Regions from separate parts of the Mus musculus genome. Here region 2 is linked to region 1. Evidence: chromatin contacts called from public promoter capture Hi-C data. All regions are on one chromosome and are shown on one strand. Each heading gives the region's core, a stretch centred on a gene start, on an enhancer-like site or on the middle of the called end of the contact. The rest is flanking DNA. Distances are from core to core; before and after follow the strand shown.

Region 1 (4,524 bases), core at 1,118-3,617:
GCTCCCCCGCTCCAAGCTAAATAACAGAAGTTGACCCTTTGAGGGTTCTGTTTCCTGCCTTCACCTGATAACTCTATCATATGTTAGTAGAAATGGATGTTTTTGTGTGTTTTATTGTCACCTCGTGGTGTTGCAGTATAACATTTATGATTTTTGTTACATTTAAGATGAAAGGAGCAGTGTATAGGTGATTGTGAATTTTATATTTTACTTTTGAGATTATATGAGTACATATTTTCTCCCTTCCCTTTTCTCATTCCAAATCCTCCTATATACCCCTCCTTGCTCTCTTTCATATTTATGACCTTTTAAAATTGTTGTTAAATATGTATATGTATGTGTATTTGTATTTAACTGCATATTCCTAAATATAACTGGCTCCGTCTGTATAATGTTACTTGTATGTATATTTTCAGGGCTGACCGTTTGGTATTGGATAACTAGTCAGCATGCTATTCCCTGGAGAAGACTATTATGTCTGATACTCTCACATAGCTATGTTCCATAGTTGACTGTACTACTTAGTGTAGGGTTGAGGGCTGTGGGCTTTCCTGTGTCATTTTGGCATGTCTGTTGTTGTCCTTCTTCGGTTGTGTTTAGGCAGCCACGCACGTTGGTGAGAGTGTGTGTGCAGCCACTGGCATTACTAGGAGAAACAGGCTTGCAGAAGAGATCCTCTGGCTCGCCCAGTCTTTTCTGACCCTCTTCACCAGGGTTCCCCTAGCCTTAGGTGTGCAAGTTGTTTTGTAGACGTGTTCCTTGACTGGGCTTCACATGCTGCGTTTTGATTGGTTGTGGTAAAGTTTCCTTGAGTAATTTTTGTTCTTCCAGTTTTTCTTGCCCCCTGTTTCTCCTGTTTACAGCCCTGGTTTTGGCCCACTCTTCTTTCTACTTTGGCAGCTTTGCACGCATCTTTTTGTAGTGGCAATTTTTCAGAGTGGATGCTAATCCTGGGTTTACCCTTCCTCCCTCCCCTTCTCTCCTCCCTCTCCATCTTTACCTGTCAGGAGGAGCTGGGTCTGAGAGTGACGGAAATGATCCTTGAGGCCAGAAGAGATCCAGTCTTGGAGCTTGAGCGCCCTTGAGCTCTGAGCTGGGTGGTTCCTTGTGCTGTGCGCAGGTAGACTGACTGCCTCAGCCTGCACTTGTACTGACTTGAATTTCAGAGAGACAACTTAATTTTTTCTCGGGTTTAATCTTTTATGTGTATAAATATTACATGTTAGAGTAACTAACAAGTGTGTGTTGTTATTTTGATTGTTTTGGAATATGTGAAAGCATAGACAGTTGGATTCAAATGAGAGATAAATTGTGGGAAAGTTATTCCTTCATTGAGAGGCCCATTAGTAGGGCATTGGACTTGACTCTTGCAAATTGACCATGCCTGATTGCCCAAGTGTTTGCATGGTTAGACAGATTATAGTTAAACAATAAGCTGTTATACCCAGCAGTGATTGGACAAGCAAGGCATGGCTGCACACGAACTACTTTGAAAGAGAATACAACAAATATTACCATCATTTAGGGAAGAAAATAGAGCCACTGTTTGAGAGTAAAGGTTCCTCTCTTGCTAAGCAGCTATGCACCCTTGAGCTTGGTGTTATGAGAGTTCAGCCTTCAGTTGATGGGCAAATAAATCCTTCTGTGCCCTTCACACTCTCCCTTCCCTCTTCCTCTCCTCAAGTGTCTGGCATTGTATAGAGTTTGCTAGAGATGATATCAGATTCTCTTCCATTGAAGGATGGCTTAGTTTGACATTTTTTTTTTTTTTAAAGTATGTACAGATAGAAAGTTGATGTCTGTGATTGTGGAAATGAGTATGACTCAAGAACTTGGTAGGACTTTCTGGGATCAGCAAAGGTCCTGTTAAGGTTTGTAACTGTCAGATAATTTATTTTCTTTGTCTTTGAGATAGGGCTTCCCTCTCTAGCTCAAGCTTGCCTTGAACTTATGACAGTCCTGCCTCAGCCTCCTGAGTGTTTTGAGTAAAGAGTTGCCTTGCCTGAATACCGAGACTGAGAACAGTTTCTATGATGGTTTAACAAAAAATATACTTTTCATTCGTTGAGGCTTTCATACATGAAATAGGTGGGTTAGATGACCTGGGTGTGGGCAGCTCTAAACCTGGGTGGTGCAAGAGTGGGCAAGGAGTTAAGGTGCCACGCTGATGACGTTTGGGATCCAAGCTGCTTCAGGAGGGGAGTAGGGGCATAGACTCCTTATGGTCGGTCAAGCAAGTGTTGGAATTGGTGTTTGAGGTTTGCATTGAAAAGATAGGGAGAACCAGAAGCTGAGGTTGTGGTGAGGTTGCAGCTGTGGACTGGGTTTTCAAGAGAGTTATTTTGAGGGTCTTAAAGGGGAACAGTAAATAATATGAGACTCACGACCACATGGTGCTTATAAAACCCTTATGTGAATGAGGGAGAGGAAGGAGAGGGAAGGCCGTTCATTTGAAAACACGGTTTCCGGTAAAGCGGTGGCGTTTGCTATGCTTTTGTGAGTTGCATCAGACAGTAAATATTTCTGGGTCACAGTTGGGGAAGCTTGGAAGGTGGGGTGACTGTGGGAACAGGAAATGGGAATGGTGAGAAGAGGAAAACCGTCAGAGGTTGATTTCCAAGTAGGAACACATGGTTGTCCTGGCCCGTGGGGAAAGCAGGAGTGTGGGTAGTGAGTGCAGGTGTTTGCGTTTAGAACGCTTCATTTGCATGGGGAAGTCAGGGGCTCTGCCACACATCTCTGGAACACTGTCACAGACAGTTGAGTTGATGATGGAGATAAGCCATTGGAGACAGACAGATTTCCTTAGCCTACGTTGATAGGCAAGGCCCATAGCCGGCGTGTTCTCTAAGATGCTTACTGTCTGGTTTTGGTGAGATAAGGATTAACGATGTGCTGTGCTGTCCTTTTTTTTTTTTTTTTTTTTTTTAAATCCCAAAGGCCCCCAAATCAGTTTTTAGTCTCAGGAACTGCCTGTAAATAGAAGTACAAAACCCAGTCCCTCTGAGACCTGCTACCCAATAAAGAGAGCTGAGAATGGTTGGTCCTTCTAAGATTGTCCTAGCAGGATTTGATGCTGTGTTCTGTGAAAAGTTGAAAGCGGAGCGCAGTTCACTGAGTGAGGCTCTTAGGGCTTGGAGAAGAGCCATTTCCTTGGTAGGCAGCCTTGGGTGGGCTGTTCAGAGCCAGGGCTGATAGTGACATCACCCCCACAGCCACCAGATCATCTGTCTTTTCCCTATGTGGTCTGCCCTTGTCTAAAGGAAGCGGTGTGGTGAGGTACTGCTGGGAGATGCTGCACGGAGTCAGTTCTGGGTGTGAGCAGGGGATGACAGTGCAGCAGGCTTTGAAAACTGCATGGGATAGAACTCCAGCTATAGGTTCCGTGAGCTGTGAGCCGTGTCACTTGCAAGACAGTTTGGGAGAAGACACTAGGTGAGGCAGGGATTTCAGACTCTTCAGAGACAAGAAGTTGAGAAAACAGTTGGTGCTCGCTCTCACTCTGTGTGTGTGTGTGTCTCCCTCCCTCCCTTCTTCTCTCCCTCCCTCCTTTTCTTCTTTCTCTCCCTTTCTCCTTCTCTTCTCCCTCCCTCACCTGAAGACCACATTTTCAGTTTTTCTGAGAGAGCTATTGATAACCAGCCTATTTTCTAAAGGTTGAAGAACTTTGTTAAATGTCAAGTGTGGACTTGAGAGATTGGATCTGCTTACCGGAGGTGTATTAGATAGACTTTGCAATGCAGAGAGTCTTAAATAATGTGCCAGTCTTATTCCTCCCTTTACATGTAATTGTTATTAATATGTTGTTTTTATCCTTGTGCTATGCAGTCATAGCTTATGGAGTAAATGCTCTATAAACACATTCGTGTACGCTTTGGAAAGTGGGTCTTAGCTGTGTGTTTGGCTTAGATATCTTTCTTCACTCACTCTGTCTTTGTCTGTAGCTTGCCATGCCAGACTCTTTTGAAAATACTTACACCTTTAAGGTACACTAAGTAACGAGTAGTTGTCAGTTGTCTTCCCTCTAGATGAAGAAGGTAAAGCAAGATCAGTGCATTGCTGGTGATGGCAGTTACTCTCAGAGGCAGGCTAGACTCAGCCCGTGCAGTCCGGACACCTGTAAGTACACACGGTGCGCTGCGTGGCCTCACTGAGCGGGAGAGTTTGGCAAGTGTGAGTGTGCTCTAGAGTAAATTAGAGATCATTGACCGCAGAGAGGTAAGTCCCTCTGTCACTCTGAGTATGAAAAAATAAACAATTGAGACCCCCCAGACACAGCTACTCTGGGATTTCACCTGAGGGGCAGGTTTGAGAAGTGCTATGATTCGGCTGCTTTGTTGCCCCTTTGAGTTATTGGTAGAGACTTGAAAGGAGTTGGAGTTAAAGCGTGTTTTACCTTTAGCATGTGAATCTTGGATATTTTTCTTTTCTACTCTGTTAGAGTCCTGGAAGCTTTATGTGCACACTGTGCTCCCCCTCCTCCCCCTCCCCCTCCCCCCAGTGTGGAGCTGGGGATCCAACTCG
Region 2 (4,524 bases), core at 1,317-3,816, 110 kb before region 1:
CTGCGTACCAGACTGAGATTCAACTCTACAAAGTACATCAAGCTATGTCAAAGTGTGTAAGCCAGGCGTGTTAGGTCACACTTGCAATCCCAGGGAGGCACAGACAGGAAGGTGAAGAGTTCAAGGCTACCCTCAGCCTGAGCCACATGGCACAAAGAATTTTAAAGTCACCCAAAATTTGGTCTGTCACTAAAACAAAGTGTATCATTTCCAAAAATCCAAATAATCACGGGAGTAAAGGTTACACTAATAATGATGACGTGAAGCTGGAAATTAGCAATACTAGAATTACTAGTTTTGCTAATTAGACATTAGCATTACCAGCATTACTAGCCAACATTGTAATGGGTACTTTATGCCAGGCACGCGCACTTTGCTAAGTAACTCATTTAAACCTTAACAACTCTGTTATAGGGAAGACTAGTATTACACCAGGCACCGACTTAGGAACCTGCCCACAAGTAAAGTAGATTCAGGAGCTAACATTCGGATCACGTGAACATGTCACATGACCCACAGTTTCCAGAATCACTCTTTACCATATACTGATGGCAGCACTGTAAACTGAGGCAGGAAGCAATGGGTCAACAGGTGAGAAGCACGGAAGATGGCCTAAATGTCTTACTGAAATCTGGGTTCCTCTCACATACACTCAAACAGGCCTCCTCGCAACCTTGCTTGAAGCAAAGAGAAAAGGGGAACTAATTTAAATGTCTAACAGAGAAACAACTAAACAGTGCATGATCATTCTGGTGACTGAAAACCACCGGTATGAGGAGTCTAACAACAGGGGGAAAGGCGACTCTCTAACAAGCAGATACGCAGTCAAGGTCATGCTGACTTAGCATACACAAAGCCCTAGGCTTTATCCCCAGTGTTACAAAAACAAGCATAAGTCAAAAAGTAGCTAGAAAACTGCATGTTCCCAAGACGTACGGGTAGGAAAGGAAGAATAAAAGCTGAAGTGTTTCTGAATGCCAAATACTTTCCAACCACTGTACTAGGTTGTTTCTAAAGTGAATATTGCTTTTGTAAGAAAAACCATGAATGTATGTAAAGAATCTTCTCAAGCCAAGAAAGTAAATGCATTCAAATCCTCAGATCACAGGGACACTTCAGCAAACACTACCAAAGCCAAGCAAACAGAAAACAAAAAAGACAGACAGACAGACAGACAGACTGCCCAAGTCCTACAAAGTAAGTTTCCTATCTGAACAACAAAACACACCTTCATTGGGCAAGACTCTCTTCTGGTTCCCCAGCACTGTAAACAGCTATGGAATGGGCCTGTCATTCATTACGGTCTATCTACTTCGACTAGCTACGTAAAACAGCAGAGTAGGTCTCCAGAAATGTTTAAACTTCATGCCAACCAGGCCACTTACCCAGTGTGCTTCCATTTGCGCCTCATGAAGAGGGAGCAATCCAAATTATTAAGGAGAAATTGACAAATCGACACTACATGAATGGAAGGACCCAGTAAACTGGACAAGTGCCATAAGCTTTGTCACTATAGGGAAACGATGCGCTAACAGCATCCCAAACTGCAAAGCCACACGGTGTAAAAAGGTGAGAAGAGTCCTCTCTTTCCAACTATTACCCTATTCCCTTCTGCCTATTACCCACACTCCTGTAACCTTATAAAAACATCTCAAGCAGGGACACTCTGGGCATCTCCTCACGTGATACGAGTAATTGCATTCACATGAAATTTATAAACGCATGTACATTATTCACCTGATTTATATTTACATACATATAAAGTATTTACATAGCATGCTTGGACTGCCTATTTTAATATTCTTACGCTTTGTATACATGTAGGTGTTCTTGTAGAACACCTTTTTCCCCTTACTTCCCAGTCCCTTTCCCTCCGAGTCCAACCTCTAATTCCTACCCAGGTTCAGCATACAACGAAAGTTGACCCAAGCTGAAGTACATCCTGGGCGCCAGCAGATTGGCGCCCGTTTTAAAGTGTGCCTTGCCAAGCCTCGAGTAAAACCCTAAATGAGACAAGACAGTGTTCAGAGGCTTCTATTTGCCATTTTAAAAAATAATTAGGTAAATAAAACGGAGTTTTTTTTTTCCCCCCTTGATTTTGTTAACCTCCCCAACACAGTAGGAAAGGATGTGCTGCAAAACTCTGGGTCATGGGTCACAAGATAGGAAGAGGTAAGAGAAACAACAACTTGTGTGTACACCCCTTTCGGTTCGAGGAGTGGAGTGGTGCACGGAGACCCACGGATGCAACCAAACTGCCCGGACTACCGGGCTGGACCGGGATGCCCAGGGTGTAGGGGGAGGGTCGATCGCGAGGGGCGTGGGGCTGCGGGCGGCCTGGGAGGCGGAGCGGGGCGGGCGAGCACGCCCCACGGCAGAGGCCGCCCCGGGGCGCGCAGGGCGGAGCGCTCTCACCCACGGCGGGGCGCTCCATGGTCGCGGCGCAGAGACGGAGGCGCGGGCCCGGGGCGCGCGGGACGGCGGGGGCGCGGGCCGCGGCGGCCAGGCCTGCGGAGGCGCAACGCCCCGCGAGTCGCAGCATCCCCGGCACCCGCCGCTTCAGGAGGAGCCGGAAGGGGCCGGCCCGGCGAGGCGTGGATACCCGGATCGGGGCGGTCCCCGGGGCCGTGCTGGGCTCGGGCTCCGACCTCTGGCCGCCCTCGGTTATTTCCTGCGGCGCGGCCCTTCCCGTCCCACGCTCGGAGGGGCGAGCCAGGGATCCAGAGAGCATTCCTTGGCCCGCTGTCCCTTGAGAACCCGTGTGTTTGCTTTAGCGTGGAGCTTTGGAAACACAGATCTGATTGCAAAATAGGCGGGCTGAGCAAAATGTACAATACAATAGCGAGACCTTGAACGTCGCTATAATGAGATGCTTTTATTTACTTGCCATTACCCCCCCCCCAAAAGTAGCATTTTCAACAGCAGTTTAAGAGCTAAAAGTTGGAATTGTTAAATGAAATCATCTACAAATTTTTTGCAGGCAAGGCTCCTCAGTATCTGAATAAAATAAGAGAAAACTATTTTTTTTAATAGTTAAAATATGAATATGTCTTGTAGAAAAGAATGCTACTGTTTTTTTCCGGGCTGGGGGCAAATGGTGGTATTACTGCTGGTTTGTTGGGGAATGTAATTTTAATTTAAGAAAATATGGTGGTGTGTCTCTTCTCCACAGCTGTAGCCCTTAAAGCTGGTAGGGAACTTTGAAGAATTCCCTGCTTAGCCCCTTTTTGTGGATCTTCACGGAAAACGGTCTTTTTAAAGGAGCAGGCTATCTAATCACAGAGAAAGAACGAAAAATAAGTAAGGGAGCTTGCGGCAAGAGGATCCTCAAAGGCCAGCCGATGCTAGCTGGACTGGACAGGGTACAGATAAGACGTTTAAGCATAAGGATTACTTTACGCAGTAGACAGAGAAACAACTCTTTGCCCTCCCTTTTCCTGCTGGAAGTAGACTATACATTTCTCTTTGTAAGGATTACTCCCCACTCTGTTTTAAAGGTGTATTTATGTAACTGGGGAGTAGGAGCAGTGCACTGACACAGCAAGGTTGACAGCCAGTTTGCAAAGAGTAGAGCACTACCCCCACTCCCCCCTCCTCGGGCTTCACAAAGGACGCTACAGACCTGGGAGACGTGGGTTCTGCACCTCATGTGTGGTCTGATGCTTGGGGGCGAGGTGTCTTCCTTCAGCTCAAGAGCCCACTCCTGGATTTCCCTCCTTTTAAAAACAAAACAAAACCAAAGCGCTGTGTTTCTATTTTAACCACACATCTGTGGTGTAATCCTTAGCCTTGGGATATAACTTCAGTGGAGGAACCAGAACACCAACCCAGCCCCCAAACCTTTCACCTACAATCTACCCTGTCTGAAATAATGTGCTGGGGCAAAGGAGGCAAAGATCTTGGGAGAGTGGCCAACCAGTGACTGCTCTAGTCTGAAGCTCACGCCACAAAAGGAAGCCCATGCTTGATACTACAGCATGACCAGGAACCAGAGGCTGGACAGCCCAGAGACCTTTGATAAGAAAAAGAAAATCGCAAATGGTTCCTAATGATATTCCGCTGTACTCATAGATCAGTGCCTAGCCCAATCGTCATCAGAGAGGCTGCCTTTGGCAGCTGATGGGAGCTGATGCAGAGACCCACACCAAACTTGAGCTGAAAGCTCTCTACTTGGAAGTCTCCTTCCAGTCTCTCCCCCTCAGAGTTTGGGGAGCCCTGAGGAAAAGGGGAAGAAAGAATTGGAGGATTCTGCCAGTGAGGTGGAGGACACCAGGAGAACATGACCCACAGAATCAACTAAGCAGGGTTGGTTCATAGAGGCTCACAGATCCTGCATGGGTCTGGGCTAGTTGCTCTACATACATGCTGTGGTTGTTTAGCGTCACAAAACTGTTGCGAACTGTCGTGAACTGAGGACAGAGGCGAGAAGGAAACCTCGGACTTGGAGGTTAGGTTATAATAGCTTATGTATTGGGAAGTAGCAATAAACAAGTAAATGGTGAAATGGGATCGCACTCATTCACA

The links. Promoter capture Hi-C pulls out the DNA fragments that hold promoters and counts their contacts.
Region 2: a contact with region 1 is called in a promoter capture Hi-C map of pre-B cells, with 3 times the contacts expected there. The contact joins the promoter of Akap7 here to the enhancer-like site in region 1. A contact is called at or near these places in 25 of 39 promoter capture datasets (the 3T3-L1 cell line, 3T3-L1-derived adipocytes, the C10 cell line and 15 more), 2 of 15 datasets of contacts at CTCF or cohesin (the NIH/3T3 cell line and large pre-B cells), 19 of 484 Hi-C or Micro-C datasets (B cells, CD8 T cells, bone marrow-derived macrophages and 13 more), 19 of 115 datasets of contacts at active chromatin or transcription factors (the 230-238 cell line, SST interneurons, bone marrow-derived macrophages and 9 more) and 4 of 9 other capture datasets (adipose tissue, liver, macrophages and 1 more).

Annotation. Positions count from the first base shown.
Region 1 is chr10:25,401,639-25,406,162 of GRCm38.p6, forward strand. The region is part of intron 1 of Epb41l2 (erythrocyte membrane protein band 4.1 like 2); the gene reads left to right. Among named protein-coding and RNA genes, the nearest start is that of Epb41l2, 44 kb to the left of the region's middle. Within about 2 kb of position 2,368, at least 55 of the 459 cell types and tissues checked have an H3K27ac peak or open chromatin away from gene starts, as enhancers often do. A contact at or near this core is called in the 230-238 cell line, centroblasts, hematopoietic stem and progenitor cells and 3 more, where this site is marked.
Region 2 is chr10:25,294,513-25,299,036 of GRCm38.p6, forward strand. It overlaps Akap7 (A kinase (PRKA) anchor protein 7), which reads right to left and starts at 2,567. Exons shown (of 8, transcript NM_001379238.1): 1 at 2,416-2,567. Gm40617 (predicted gene, 40617) reads left to right here and starts at 4,097. Exons shown (of 6, transcript NR_166644.1): 1 at 4,097-4,305.